2 separate regions of the Rattus norvegicus genome follow, and region 1 is linked to region 2. Evidence: chromatin contacts called from public Hi-C data. All regions are on one chromosome and are shown on one strand. The core of a region is the stretch at or near the end of the contact, and the rest is flanking DNA. Distances in the headings are between cores, read along the strand shown.

Region 1 (4,406 bases), core at 1,047-3,546, 130 kb after region 2:
ATCGGAGCCTGGCTGTGCGTTTGCCAACAGAAACCCTATCCCTCTCCTTTTCTTGTTGAAAATTACCAAAGCAAACTGCTGAGATCATGATTATAAACACAGCACAGAATCGTCAGTCCTAAAACCAGAACAGTCTCACTAGAAAGTCTGTAAAAGAGACACCATGGTTGTGCAAATGCGTCAGAATTAAATGGTGCCGTTTCTGCAGTGCATGTAGGAAAGACATCCAAGGTGCTCTGGAGAGAACAGCACTGGGACAGCACCGCAGAGTGAGTGTAAGTTCAGTGTCTTCACGTCACCTCTTCTGAGTAAGTAGCTGACAGCAGGACTATGAAGAGGCATTGCCTGCTTATGTCCCAGTTCAACCGCTTGGAAACTAAGTGCCTCAGGTCACTTCCTCAGCCTCTTCACCCAGTCTCCTCAGTTACAAATACAAATGGTAGGAATTATTTTCTTTTATGTAAAAGATTTATTATTTTTCATTATGTCCATAGGTGTGGTCTGTGTGGGGTTATGTGCACACGAGTGCTGGTGTCCTTGGAGGCCAGGGGCATTGAACCCCCTGGACTTATAGGTCATAAGCTTCCCTACACTGGTGTTGGGAATTCTGTACAGTATTCCGGAAGAGCAGTATGTGCACCATCTCCAGCCCTCTTTCTGGTTTTGTGGTAGTAGGTACTGAACTCACGGCACCAAGCAGGCTAGTCACCAACCGTAGTAGCTCCAAACTGGAAATGCCTTCAGCGTCTATCACAAAGATAAATGCATAAGCTATGATCGAATTGCAAAATGGAAAGGTATCAAGACCCCGACTGTATAGCAACATGGGAAAAAAATCTTACAAATACATCGTTGAGCCACAGTTAGCCAAGTAAGCAAATAGAACGCATAGGTTGCGGTTTAATACACATCAGGTGTAAAGGCAGAATTAATCTGCTGTGTTAAAAGTCAGCACAGAGGCTGCTCCTGCAAGGAAGCAGTAGTGAGATGGCAGGATGAACTGCTCCTGGGCTTAGAAACATTGTCTTGGTCAGGTGCTGGATACAGAGTCAGGCTGCATGTTGTGAAGATCTCTTGAGCCACATCCAGTATGCGCACTTTTCTGTCTGTATGCTAGATCCAGTAATAATTTCAAGAGCTTTATGAAAATTGACTCTCTACCCAACACAAGTCATTAGAGTTAGTGAGGCGTCAACACGAATATCGCTGTCTAAACGTATTATTATTAAATGCACTGGATCTTCAGATGCTCTTGGGCCAGGAGGTGCAACTAGGCAACACGACTTAATTATGAATTATAAGAATATTTTTAATTAGAACTTATTCCATTCATATATTGAGCATATTCTTTCCCCTTCCCACAATTCCTTTCACATACCCCCCCACTTCCTTACCCACTTAACTTTGTGTATGCACTCTCACTGTCTCAAACAAAAACCCAAAAATCAAAACAAAAACAAATTAAGACTAAAAAGTGTCAAAAAAAAAAAAAACCACCCCCACACAAAAACCATGGAGTTAGTTTCGTGTTGGCCAATACTCCTGGGCAGGTTTCAGTAGTGTGCTCATACAGCCTGAAAGGCATCTGCTGTTGCCTTTTGCTCAGCTCCATCTTTCCTTGACTAGTTCCTGTGGGACTCAGCGCCCTACGTAAATTCACTGCCCAGTGTTCTCCATCCACACCTCAGTCATTCCCTCTCTTGATGTGATTTTTCTTTTACTGTTTATTTGTTGCCTTGCTTCCTCTTCTTCCTTATTAGACCGAAGGTTCTAAAAGCAGTTAGATTATTTGAGTCATTTGGGACGCCCCCAGATCCTAGGCAATGCTTCCTTCGAAAGATGGAATTTTTATGGTATGCAGGATAGTTGCGAGCCATCCCAAGATGCCTGTTATGGCAGTCCAAAGAACATTGCTCTGTGATTTGTTAAAGAACGAGCAAGAACACTGAATGACGTACAAGTGCTCTACAAGCAAAGCGTAGCTGTCCTGTTCTCTTTCGGGTCACAGCCAAGATAACTCTGGCAGAAGCGATACTCCTTCCTGTGGCTAGCGAAAAACAAGGTCCCTGGCGTCTGATTCGAGGCCGCCAAGGCTCATCGGGAGGGCGGGGCGCCATGTCGAACAGCTACTGGCCCAATTTGACGTCTGTCTACAGGGCTTAATTGGCAATCTGAGAGGCCAAATCGCCAGTGCAGGAGGCTCGTTCTTATCTAGATCCGTAATTGGCTCAGATTGAGGGCGGGCAAGGAGCCCTGCCCTGCTGAGCACCAACTGGCTAGCGTTGTTGTCAATCATCAGAAACATACTCCTCCGGGTCTCCATTTGGCCAGCTGCGGTTGAAATTTTTTTTCAAGAATTTCCAGGAGTGGAGGAGGCTGTGGCTTCTCTAATTGCTTGGTCTGGAGATCAGAATCAACAGAGAACTCAGCTTTATTTATCATCCAAGAAAGCCTTCCCTTCCTTCCATTAGCCAATTAAGAAATTTACAGACACAAGCCATTACAAGGTAAGAGCCTGAAGAGTTCGATTCGTTTATTCTCCTAGGTTATTGACAAGACATTGGCGGTCCCCGGAGGTCTTCAGGAAGGAGAAAGAGAAATATGAAATGAGTTCCTGCAGCTTACTCTGAGGCCGAGTCCTACGCGCATCTCTCCGGGCTCGATGTGCTCCCCGTTTCTCGAGGTGGAGAGCAGCTGCTCTCGCCTAGGCCCTCGGCGGCTGTGCCCGAGCATCCGGCTCCCCAGACACAGCCCCGATCGGCCTTGAACTTGACCTCGGGCTGGAAGTGAGCGCCAGGGAAGCAGGGATAGTGGGATGGGCGGGGTCCCATGGAAAAATCAGAAAGCGAGCTAAGATAACTGAAGCCGCTCTGATTCCTCGCAGCGAGACCCCTTGGTGCGCTCCAGCGGGCTATAACAGGCTTCCTCCGGACCTATTTCTCGGCCAGAAGACTCCGGATGCCGGGAGATCTGCTGGGCTGCCCGGGCTGGAGAGTGTTCTGCCACGTCCAGCTTTGGTCAAGGCCAGTAAACCAGCCCAGAACCCTGTCCATTCGGGACTTGTGAAGAGACTGGTTAGAAAAGGGTTGTGGAGCCCTGGCGGTTTGTTTGGATCTGAGAGCTTGTGTTTTGCCTTGGTAGGAGAGCACTATCTTAGGGACATGTGGCTCGAGGTGCGGGTTTTCGCAGCCGCTTTCTGCATAAGAGAAAATTTACCCGGAGGAGACAAAGATTGAGGCTCTGGGTAGAAATAGCTAGAAAATTTCGAGTCTCAAAAGCTCCACTGGTGTTTTCGTTGTAGGAGCTGCAGGAATAGAAACTGCGAAGCCCCTTACCCCCAGGTGTGCACCAACCCGGTTGAGCAGATGTGGCCTCTGCTGGACCCGTACCCCGGTGAGAAAACCTGGGGGCGGCCTGAGATCCAGATCTCCAGAGCTTCGCGGAAGGGAGGGTGTCGTCTTGCTGGTGTGTGTTGGAGCTTGTGGAAATTGGAAACCAGCTCACCACTGTATGACAAGTGTCATTAAATAGGAAGCTTTGGATAATGGGTTCTTGTTTATAATTGTTTTTCTAGAAATCCGAGTCTCTTTTTCCTTGACTACATCACACACACCCCTTCACAGAGTTGAGTAATACTTTTCCATACTGTATTCTCAGTTCGCCTATCCAAACAGACTTTCACATACGACCTAAGGGAGTCGTTGACCTTTTTGTTGTTTTCTTTTCTCCAGTAAACTAATACATTTTCTTTCTTCTAAGAGGACATAAAGACATTAAGATTGCCGATTTTCTAAAGTTCATTTCTGAAGTTTTCAGATGGCTTTAGTTATTTATTGGGGTGCACTGGGTTTTTGCTGGTGATGATGGATGGTGGTAAAGAAATTTGGAGTTTGAGAATATTAAAAAAAATCAGGCTGGTGATGTGGCTTGACTAGTAAAAGTGACCGCCTGCTGATTTCTAGCACCAAGACCTACTTTAGGGCACGAGAAGGTATGCCTACAAGATGTCCTCTAACCTGTGACTGCCTGTGCTGGCCTGCACTGCCACATACATACATACATACATACATACATACATACATACATACATACATACATACATACATATAAAAATTATCATGTGTTTCCATTATGGGAAGATAACAAAGTGCCACTTTATAGTTACCTCACCAGCTTCCTAGAGGGCGGAAAAATCTAAGCCCTCTGCTGATTGTCAGAACCCCCAGTTAGTTAATCCTGCTGGGTGCTTGCGTAAAGTGGTAAGAATGAACTTCCTCTTTGAGTTGTTTTTGGCATTCAAATTCCCGGTGTCAAAACCTGCTATGGAGATAATGCCTCCTTTTTCCAAAAATGAAATTGAACAGCTCTGGAGTTAAACTACTGAGCAAGTATAAAGACCGGGAAGT
Region 2 (4,309 bases), core at 1,656-4,155:
AGAAAGCTGAAGAAGATACTAGAAAATAGGAATAGCTGCTATGCATATGGATTAGCAACATAATTATTGTGAAAATAACCATCCTATCAAAATAATCTACAGATTCACTGCAAATTCTCATCAAATTTCAAGCAACAAGCAACACTTTACAGAAATAAAACATATAATGCCAAAATTCATACTGAAACTTGACACAGCCAGCCAAACCAATCTTAAACAAAAAGAGGCCTACTGTAGGAAACACCATACCTGACTTCAAAACATCATGCTGCTGCAACAAAAACAGATGTGGAGGCCAATGGAATAAAATAATGAACTTAGGTATGATCCATGCTACTACAGCTCCATGATTTGTTGACAAAAACTCCAAAATCCTCACTGGAAAAAACAGGGCTTCTGATCTAAATGGTGTTGTGTAAGAAGCAGATGAAGTCTTGAGTGAATGTGTATTGTTGACATGAACACAGCATGTCATGGACCCCCCCTGACTCAGACCATGTGAATTACCCAGCCTTCCCTGGGTCTGGATCAGGAAATCAGCAAAGCCTTAACTGTTCCAAGTACAGATGTTGACAGCTCGCAAAGCATCAAGCACATCTTCCTACCTGAACAATAACTACAGCCTGAGCTTGCTCCCTTGCAGAGACTCCCTGCGAAGCCTAGCCGACCTACCTCCTCACCTCAGATTTATATAATAAATGCACTGGGTTTGGGCTGCTGAGAACAGCTCACCAGACACCAGCTTTTCTGTAAGTGTGTGTGCTGTTTCTTCATTCCCCTCCTTTGCCCCATCAGGTCAATCCCAAGGCAGTGAAGGTCATGGTAGTGCTGGAAATACCAGATCTCACAAAAGAACAAAACTATATCTTCGTATGTCACCTTGCACAAAACTCAAATCCAGTGTCCAGATGGAGGACCTCAACATAAGACTTGATACTCTCAAACTACTAGAGAAAAATGGGGAGTATACGTCAATGTGCAGGCATAGGTAAGCACTTTTCAAGCAGGACTCCAGTAGCATAAGCAATACAAGCAACGGTCAACAGATGAGATGGATCTCAAAATAGGAGAAAGTCTTTTTTCCAACTACACATTCAACAAAAGAGTAGTGTCTTCTAGTGTCTAAAATATACAAAGACCTAAAAGTCAAATCAAATAAAAAAAAAATAATAACCCACACTGAGCATCAAGTAAACAAATAAAAATAAAAAAGGGGGTGGGGGGGCTGTACAGGACTGGAGCAACAGCTCAACAATTAAGAACATTTAGGAATCTTCCAGAGGATCTAGGTTTGGCTCCTAGCCCCACACAGTTGCTCCTAACTGTCCACAACTACACTGAAGAGGATCCAGCACACTCTTTCTGACCTCCTCAAGGACTAGGTATGCATGTGGCACACATACATGCAGGAAAAACACCTCCATAAAATTATTTTTTAAGTTGCAACTTATGCTATGCAACTGGAAAAATAGTAAAATAGGGAACTACAAATAGTAAACATTTTCCAAAATGTTCAACCTCCTCAGGGATGAGTAGTATGCAAATGGAAATTGCCTTAAAATTCCATCCTACCCCAGTCTGAAAGGCCACTATCAAGAATACAAATAAGAAATGCTAGCAGGGGTGTGGGGTAAGGGGAATCCTTTTACACTATTGGTGAGAGTGTAATCTGGTGTGGCCGATTTGGAAATCAATCCAGAGGGTCCTCAAAAGTTAGACGTAAAAACACCTTATGCACTGAGCATGATGGATAGCTTTAATCCCAGCACTCAAGAGATAAAGGGAAGCAGGTATCCAAGTTTCGGGCCAGCTAGGGGATGCATACGTAGTGGTTCTCTTGTTTCAAAAATAAATAATACTCTAAGATCCAGCTATCGCACTCTTGGGCACACATCCAAAGGTTTCATATCACTACAAGTGACATGTGAGGGGTTGGCCAAAAAACAAACAAAAAAGTCCTAGTTGATAATGCCAATGTGACCATGAGCTCAGAATTGCTATAATTATACTTATTTGCGCTGGATGTGCACAGGACAGGCCCTCCCAAAAGTCAGTCACAGATGGGGAGGGGTTCACGGGGCTCTAATTCTTAATGTCAAACTCTTAACAACAGATTGGTTCTGGAGGAGGGGTAGCCATTGTCTTCAGTTGTGTACGCTACTGAATCCACCAGTAGGGACCAAAGGATGGTTCGGAGAAGGTCTTGGTAAAGCCCAGGAAGACAAAACAAACAAACAAACAAAGACACAAATGGGGGGGGGGCAACTCATAGGGGAAGCGGTTGTACAGAAGAGGGAAGGGGATGAAAGACAGTGGGGTGGAAGCAACCAGAATACATGTATGAAGTTGTTAAAGAACAAAAAAAAAAAAAAAAAAGGAAAAACAGGCTGTGACTTTAGCGTTTCTCCAAGTAAGTACATGCCCACTGGCAGATGTGAAAAAAATCTACCTAACAGCAAATTCTCATTTTACTCCCAAGAACGATCAAAGTGCTCCATCAGACTGTTTCAGGTCTCAACAGAGGGAATGCATAACCAAACCACCTTTTCCCCGCCGTTTGGGCAGGACCTAGACTGGGCGGGACGCGCGCCGATGACGTCACCGCACCCCAGGGCGTGACCGCTGGACGCTACCATTGGCGCAGGTGGCCTCACCCTCCCAACCGCTGGTCCTGGCCCTGGCAACCAACTCACCTTCCCGTTGGGGTGGAAAGGGAGGCCCGGGTCTTCTGTGGTGGGAAGAGGGCAAACACGGCCTGTTTCCTCCGCAGTTCCAGAGGCGAACCCCGTGGCGGAGGCAGCGACCTCATAGTCTAGGAAGGGATTAGGAAACGACCGCTCCTCCATCTCCGCCTCTCCTAGGTGGAACTTGAGTCTCTTTGACATGGTCTCGCCCATGTCCGCGCGCTTCCCCTGCCTGAAAGCTCAGGGCACGGCGCGCAGGCAGGGACAAACCTCCTGGAAGGCGTTTAGGCCGGGGCTACGCGGCGAAGCCTTCCTGGTGATCCGTGGTTTGCACATCTGGATGCAGCTAGCGTGAAAAAGCCGAACCTCCAGCCTCCGCCAGTCACGCCCTCCCAGCAGCGGCTCTCAGCCTGCCGCCAGGCCCACCAACCACAAAGTCTCCCAGTTATCCTCGCCTCTCTCGTGGCCGTGTCCTTCCGAGAGATTCTAGAGAAAACCGCACGCCTAGAAAGCCCACATTCCGGTAGGGAAAGCCTGTAAAGATGGATTCATTCAAAGTGTGAACGGTTCGCAGACCAGGGAAAGGCGCATCTTTAGACGCTCCATCACCAAACTGACCGCATCTCACCAGCCCAGCCTTGTTGCCCGTCCGTGTCCTCGGCCCTGGTCGTGCGCCAACCACAGGAACAGTAACTGCTTTGTTTGATTAAAAATACCTGTTCTAAAGAAAAGAATTTCAAAACGGCCTAAAACAGTGAAAAGATAGCCTCCCGAGGGAGGGGGGATACAGTCCCTCCCATTCATCACCACTGGGAGGGGGGTTGCTTGGAGGAGGAGCCACAGGCCTTTGTTTTGTTTTCTTAATGTTTTATTTTCATTCTTATTGTTTTGAGTAAGTACACCTCTTTAATTGTGAGAAATAATATAGAAGAATGATTGTTAATCATCTAAATATTTTATAGACCAGAGAACCCCATGATCACGAGATTAACATAATTAGCCAGCAGAATAACATGGATAGCAAAGAGGACACAAGCAAATAGATCTTTGTATTTTTATAATCACTATATATAAATTTACAGCCTTTATTGGTTCTGTGTGGATTTTTTTTTTGCATTATTTACTTAGAACCAAATCTGTGTGATGATTTAAAAGGAAATATTGTATTGCGGTTCTTTCATTTAATAAACATTGTTACATAGTGACAAAATGTTTGTGCCCTCTGGGGATACCAGGTTAGAAAGGCAAGAAAATCAAGAAACAGAAAACAACCTGATGTATGTGATTTCCGGAGTCCAGGCAAGGTACATATTAGTCTAATGCCAAAAGTGACATAATAGAACACTATCAAACAGCTAGGATTATGTCATTCCTGCTTTTGGCCTCCAAATGGAATAAAGTGGAGAAGGTTTAGATTTTCATCCCCTCCCTTATCATATGTGCAACCTCCAGCCTCCAGTAAATGATCATGACAGTGTAGATCAGAATTAGAAGAGTCAGACTCTATCTCCTGGAACCCCTAACTAGCTAGGCTCCGCCACCGGCCTTCATAGTCAATCAAGAGACAACAGTGAAAAGCAGAAAAAGATTTGTTGAATGTACCTACACAAGGGAGAGGGACAAAG

The links. Hi-C and Micro-C count contacts between places; a contact is called where the count stands out from the background.
Region 1: a contact with region 2 is called in a Hi-C map of frontal cortex, with 2.2 times the contacts expected there. The contact joins the promoter of Ppm1k here to the promoter of Lancl2 in region 2. A contact is called at or near these places in 2 of 12 Hi-C or Micro-C datasets (frontal cortex and mammary epithelial cells) and 1 of 1 datasets of contacts at active chromatin or transcription factors (oligodendrocytes).

What each region holds. Positions count from the first base shown.
Region 1 is chr4:88,940,053-88,944,458 of GRCr8, forward strand. It overlaps Ppm1k (protein phosphatase, Mg2+/Mn2+ dependent, 1K), which reads left to right and starts at 2,297. Exons shown (of 7, transcript NM_001107863.1): 1 at 2,297-2,507.
Region 2 is chr4:88,809,974-88,814,282 of GRCr8, forward strand. It overlaps Lancl2 (LanC like glutathione S-transferase 2), which reads right to left and starts at 2,906. Exons shown (of 9, transcript NM_001014187.1): 1 at 2,694-2,906. The coding sequence starts at 2,897.